Linked DNA regions of Rattus norvegicus: region 1 is linked to region 2. A link is a contact called in public Hi-C data. All regions are on one chromosome and are shown on one strand. The core of a region is the stretch at or near the end of the contact, and the rest is flanking DNA. Distances in the headings are between cores, read along the strand shown.

What was found. A called contact is a pair of places that touch in the nucleus more often than the background predicts.
Region 1: a Hi-C map of liver shows a contact between it and region 2, with 2.2 times the contacts expected there. The contact joins the enhancer-like site here to the promoter of Aplp2 in region 2. A contact is called at or near these places in 2 of 12 Hi-C or Micro-C datasets (kidney and liver).

What each region holds. Positions count from the first base shown.
Region 1 is chr8:38,000,252-38,003,025 of GRCr8, forward strand. All of the region lies in intron 1 of Prdm10 (PR/SET domain 10), which reads left to right. Among named protein-coding and RNA genes, the nearest start is that of Rpl32l1, 9.3 kb to the left of the region's middle. Within about 2 kb of position 1,405, at least 5 of the 93 cell types and tissues checked have an H3K27ac peak or open chromatin away from gene starts, as enhancers often do. A contact at or near this core is called in liver, where this site is marked.
Region 2 is chr8:37,918,522-37,921,471 of GRCr8, forward strand. It overlaps Aplp2 (amyloid beta precursor like protein 2), which reads right to left and starts at 1,510. Exons shown (of 18, transcript NM_012906.1): 1 at 1,306-1,510. The coding sequence starts at 1,410.

The sequences.
Region 1 (2,774 bases), core at 155-2,654, 82 kb after region 2:
CCTGGAGAGAGCCCAAGCAACATAGCTGCAGGCAGCAGAGGGTCTGTGAAGGAGATGCTCTTGATTCGAGGAAGCCCTTGAGACAAGATCAACGACAGGGCCCTAAGGAGGTTGCAGATGCCACTGAAAGGCCCAGTGGGGTAAGAAGTGTGGTGTAGGCTTGCCTTTGGCACATGCATTTGACAGGTGTATTTTTGCCTGGGTTTGTATTCTAGGTTGGAAAAGTGTTTGCCTTACATCTAGGACAGCATAAACCACTTGTGGCACATGCCTAGGATCTTAGCACTTGAGAAACAGAGGAATGGGATCAGGAGCTCAGGGTCATCCTTGGCTACATAGTGAGTTCCAAGCAAGTCTGGGATATATGAGACTTTTTTTTTTTTTTTTTTTTTTTTTGGAAGCTGGGGACCGAACCCAGGGCCTTGCGCTTGCTAGGCAAATGTTCTACCACTGAGCTAAATCCCCAACCCCCCCCCCCCTTTTTTTAAATGTATGTTCTTAAATGAGGCAATGGAAATGAACTATAAGTAGCTTCTCAGAGGTTTCAATATATGAGAGAAAGAGTGGACAGATGCACAGGTAGGAAGCTAGCTGCAAGGGAAACTGTTTGTCGAAAACATTTTATCAGAATACAATGTAAGTCTAGACATCTTCAATCTTGTTTTTCTAGTACTTAGGATCAGATCAGACCAAGAGCCTCATGCATGCTGGGCACGTGCTCTATTACTGACCTAAAACCCAGCTCTCACTCCCAAATTCCCTGTGTAGCCATGCACCTGTTTGTCTGTCTGTCTGTCATCTGTCTGTCTACCCTACTGAATGTTGGGAGTAGAGGCATGTACCACAAAGCCTGGCTTTCATTTTTCGATGAAAATAGATTCTAGTGCATATTTGCTGATATGAACGTACCTACAGGAAAAGAAACTGATAGTGTAGGAGAAACAAAGAAGAGGTCTTCAGGGCCCAGGAAGGTCTGATTCTGGAGCCACCTGGGTAGGTGACAGTTTTTGGTCTGACCCGCAATGTTGCCTGCATTGTAGTTGGAAGGCTTAATGAGTGTGAGCAGGGACTAAGTGTGGGGAAGCAGAGGGAGGGTCTCCCCAAAGCATCTCTTTCCCAAATTACATGTGAGATAAGTTAGTCAGCTGGGAGCTGAGACAGGAGGAAATTTGAGCAAAAAGAAGGAAAGAAATGCTCCTTTTTTGAAGTGAGAGCCTAGAAATTGGGAGGGTGGCCCAATGGGTAGGGCATGGAACTGGCTGGGGTTTACAAAAGGGCTGTGCGATGTTGGACTTTGATATTTAATCCAATAAAAATGTCTGTTTACTGCAGTGTTTTGCCTACCGCAGGACTGTTTACAGTGCAGTGTGCATCAGTTGTGTAGAAACAAAGATCTGCTGTCTTCTAGTCCTTCCTAAGCTGTCCCAGCACTTAGGTACTAGGGGCAAGAGGATCAGACGTCAGGGCCATTCTCTGCTACACACTCAGTTTTCAGTCAGCTTGGGATCTCGATGGGACTTTGTCATAGAACAAACAAAACCCACAAGAAACAAACAAACCACAGACTGACCACCACTAAAAAGAATTCAAATCTGGGCATGGTGTCGCACGCCTATGATACTAGCACTGAGGAGGTGGAAGTAGGAGGATAGTGAGTTCAAAGGCAGCCTGCACTCCATGGTGAGACTTGTTTCCAAAATGTAAACAGACAGAAAAGGAAAAGGTCCAGAAAGTGCCTAAGCTATACAGAAATTATGTAATAGTCACTGTGGAGCTAGGATACAGCTCACTGGGAACACTGGCACCAGACCCTGGGTCCAGGCCCATTCCTGCTAAAAATAAATCCAAGTGGAGTGGGCTCGGGGAGAGGGCCCAGGCAGTAGGTGCTTGTTGCATAAACGTGGGAGCCTGGTCCTGATCCCTAGTACCCCCAGAACAGCAGGCGCTGTGGTACGTGCCTGCAATACCTGCACTGCTGTGTGGCTGACAGAAGTCTCCAGGCTGACTAGATGAATTGTAGGTTCAGTGAGGGACCCTGTTTCAAATGGGAACAATGAGGAAAATACCCAACTTTGATTGCTGTCCCCCAACAAGCCCCACAAACACCCCCACCAACACATACAAACATCTTCCCTCCCCGTACAAAAACCTGTACACACATGCACAATGAACATGTGTATGAGCAGTGTTTTGTCTAAGTTATCTTTATTTTGAAAATTTTTAAGATCAGATGCCTCCCAGGTGCTAGGACCCCAGGCATGTACCACTGTGCCTGACTTTATTTTGCACAGTTTTTAACCAGCAGGACCTCCCTACACTATTGAAGGTGGCCATAAACTCCTGGGTTCTAGAGCTGCTCCCTTGTCAATCCCTTGAGTAAGCTGCCCAGCTCCTCACACATTCCTTATGTTTGAATGTGTGGATAGTTTTTCTGCACCACAAATAATCCATGCACACAGATTTTTAAATTTTTTAAAAAAGGGGAAAGGGGGCTGGAGAGATGGCTCAGTGGTTAAGAGCCCCGACTGCTCTTCCAGAGGTCATGAGTTCAATTCCCAGCAACCACATGGTGGCTCACAACCATCTGTAAAGAGATCTGATGCCCTCTTCTGGTGTGTCTGAAGACAGCTACAGTGTACTTATATATAATAAATGAATAAATCTTTAAAAAAAAGGGGGGGGGGTAAAAATGAAGCTGGGTGGTGGCACACACTGTTAGTCCCAGTACTTGGGAGGCAGAGGCAGGCAGAGCTCTGTGAGTTCGAGGCCAGTCT
Region 2 (2,950 bases), core at 260-2,759:
TGTGGAAGGTGAAAGAATCTAAAAGTCCAGGTATAAACATTCGTTGTTTCTACTTAGGACTTATCTTTTTTCCCACATCAGTCAAAAAGTTTTAAGCAAGACAAATACAAAGATTGTTTTGAGCTGTTCCATCCAGAGGATTTTTTTTTCTCATTAGATCTTTTTACCAGAAGAAACATTTACACATTCTGTAGAAATGAATTCATTCTGAGTCGGGTTTTTTATGAGAACAATCTCAGGTAATGCCTATTTAATAATGCAATCTCTGACACAAGCTCAACATACAGAAAGCTACGGTGCTTTTTTTCTTTTTTTAATACAACGAGCAGGCACAAGAAGAAATAAACTACACCAGAAACACACATCCCAGTCCTACAGTTCAAGCACTATTTCGAGAAAAGTAAGTAAAAATAAAGTCCCACGTCTCCCTAGGCAACAGAGGGTTCTTGCGGGGAGGCTAGGTGCAGAGTATGCCGCAATACCGGTTCCACACCCGACATCCTGCCTATTCCAGTGGCCTGAACTCCCGCCAACCACCAGGGACCCTAGACGACTTCTCCAGGTTAACGGGGGTGACCTCTGGTGCAGAGCAACCACTGTGATCCCGACCCAAGTAAATTACCCCTGAAAGGTTTTCCAAATGTAATGGTGGATAGCTTCCCTAAAGGCTCAACGTCCCCTGGGAGCAGGAAAGCCGGGCTCCCTAGTTTGCCAGACTTGTGCAAACGGCTGGGAGGCAGGGAAGGGCGCAGAGCGCCCCGCTGCCCTGGCGGCGCCTCCTCTCCCGGCTCTCTCGGCATCTCGGCCACTCGCCAGGGCTGGAGCTGCATCCCCGCTGCCAAGTCCACCTGGTCAACGACGGCTGCGCGCCGACCGTCAGGTGAACCCGAAGCCCAGGCCCCCCGACCGCTGCAGGCACCAGGGACCCTGTGCGGGCCGGCCCACTTAGAGCGCCGCGGGACCGCAGGGCGCACGGCCGTGGCGCGCAGGGCCTCGGGAGAGGGAGGGCGCGCGGTGCGGTGTCCCCGAGGATGCGGCGGCGCCGCCGGCGGGTAGGGGGCTGGGGCGGCCCCGCGGCCCCGCAGCCCCGACGCCTTTCATTTGGCCTCTGCGGCGACAGAGGCAGCCCGACCTCAGCGCTAAGCTCTGCGCAAAGCTGAGGCGCGCGGGCGGGGTGGGGGAGAGGCAACCTGCCGCTGCGCCGAACCTCGCGCCGCGCCCCCGACCACAGTCCCACGCCCGCCCACAGGCCGCGCTCCCGGGCTACCGGAGGAGACGCCGCTCCGGCGTTCGCCTGGTTCTCACCTCGATATAGCCAGCCAGAGCCGCTGCGGGTGCCGTGAGCCCGAGCAGCAGCAGGACAAGAAGCTTGCCGGTGGCCGCAGCGGCCGCGGTCCCGGTGGCCGCCATCCCTCTCCGGGTCGCTGTGGCGCTGGGCTCTCCTCCTCTCACGCACAACCGGACCAGAGCGTCTCCCTAACGCGACCCAAAAGCGTCTGAAGCCCGTTCGCCGCCGCCCCGGGGGTTTTACACCGACCGGAACTGACTTCACAAAACCACGCCCTTCTTCAACAGGATCCAATACGAGCAGGCATAACTAGCTAAGATGCCGCCCCTTGTTTAACCAAGGCCCAATCAGAGCATGGATGCAGCGTCTCCCCTCCCCGCCCAGCGCGTGCCCCCGCATGGCCCCGCCCCAAGCCTCGGCCAGCCCCGCCCCCGCTCCGGACTCGAGGCTGGGGACTCACGAGTATTCGCGGGCAGACTGTGGGCCGCTGTTCCGAAGGCGGGAGTCTCCTGCGTGGTTATCTATTGGGGTGACTCTACATCATCCACCTTCAGATTCGGGATTCGGGCGCGCCCCACTCCCCCGACCCTGCGGGATATTTTTCCTATTCCTTTGGGTACCGCCCTCTTTGGAGCTTCTAGAAAATGTTTTAATTAAAAACAGGATGAATTGTTGGGAGTCCTGGACGGTTTGCAGAGGACCGTCGCCCGGGAGAATGAACGACCGCATTCTGTTCTCCCCAGCGCTGCACGGGGCGCGCTCTTCCCCAGACCGCTGCGCCCTTGTTTCGCCCCTGAACCCCGCAGTGTCTGCACACCGTTGACCTCTGCTCCTTAGGTCCTTTTTCAGCCCCTCCTCCTCGTCGCAACCCCTGCGGCACCGACAGGCCTTCCGCGGAGGCCAGTGGCGCCAGGCCACGGAAACACAAGCACCCCCCACCACCACCAACCCCCTTCTCATGTGTGTCAGGACAGGATGCTGGCATCATTTTTCTTCAGTTTAAGATCTCTAAAGCAAAAGACACGCTTTCTCTCTTTTCATGCTTCTCAGCATCTTGGTTCCTGGGAAAGCGGCCTGCTGCCCCAGTTCACAACTGGCACCTTGTCCTCCCCATCACGAGGGCTCTGCAGGCTTTGTTTCCTTTCCGTAGCGGGTGATTTATGTACCACCCTCTGTGGAGACCTGGACTCATTTCTTTAGCTTCAACCAAATCGAGAACTAAGTTCCTCTCCGTAGGAAACTCGTAGTGGAGAGGGAGAGACAGTGTCAATAGTGGGCAGAGTGGGACAGTAAGAACCCTATATTTTACAGATGCATTCTGCAACTATACGCCAACGTGAACAGCCCCGCTGTGGTCAAACTGGCTCTGCCTCATTCTCCAAAGAAGTCAGGCACTTTTCCATTGCACAGCCCTTCCTGCTCCTGCTCCATTCCCATAGTCCTCCATTATCCACCTACAGGAAACACCTTATGCAGATGTCATCCCATCCACATCAGAATGCTGAGAGGGCTGTGTCCTACTGTGGCACTTTCCCCCTGGCTAGGTCTCTATGTCTCTCACATCACTGACAAGACATTCTGCGCAGTGCGTCTCCAAATGGGGACCTCATCTGATAAATGTTAGTGATTTAATCCAGAGGCCCTAGAACTGGCGTGAGTTTA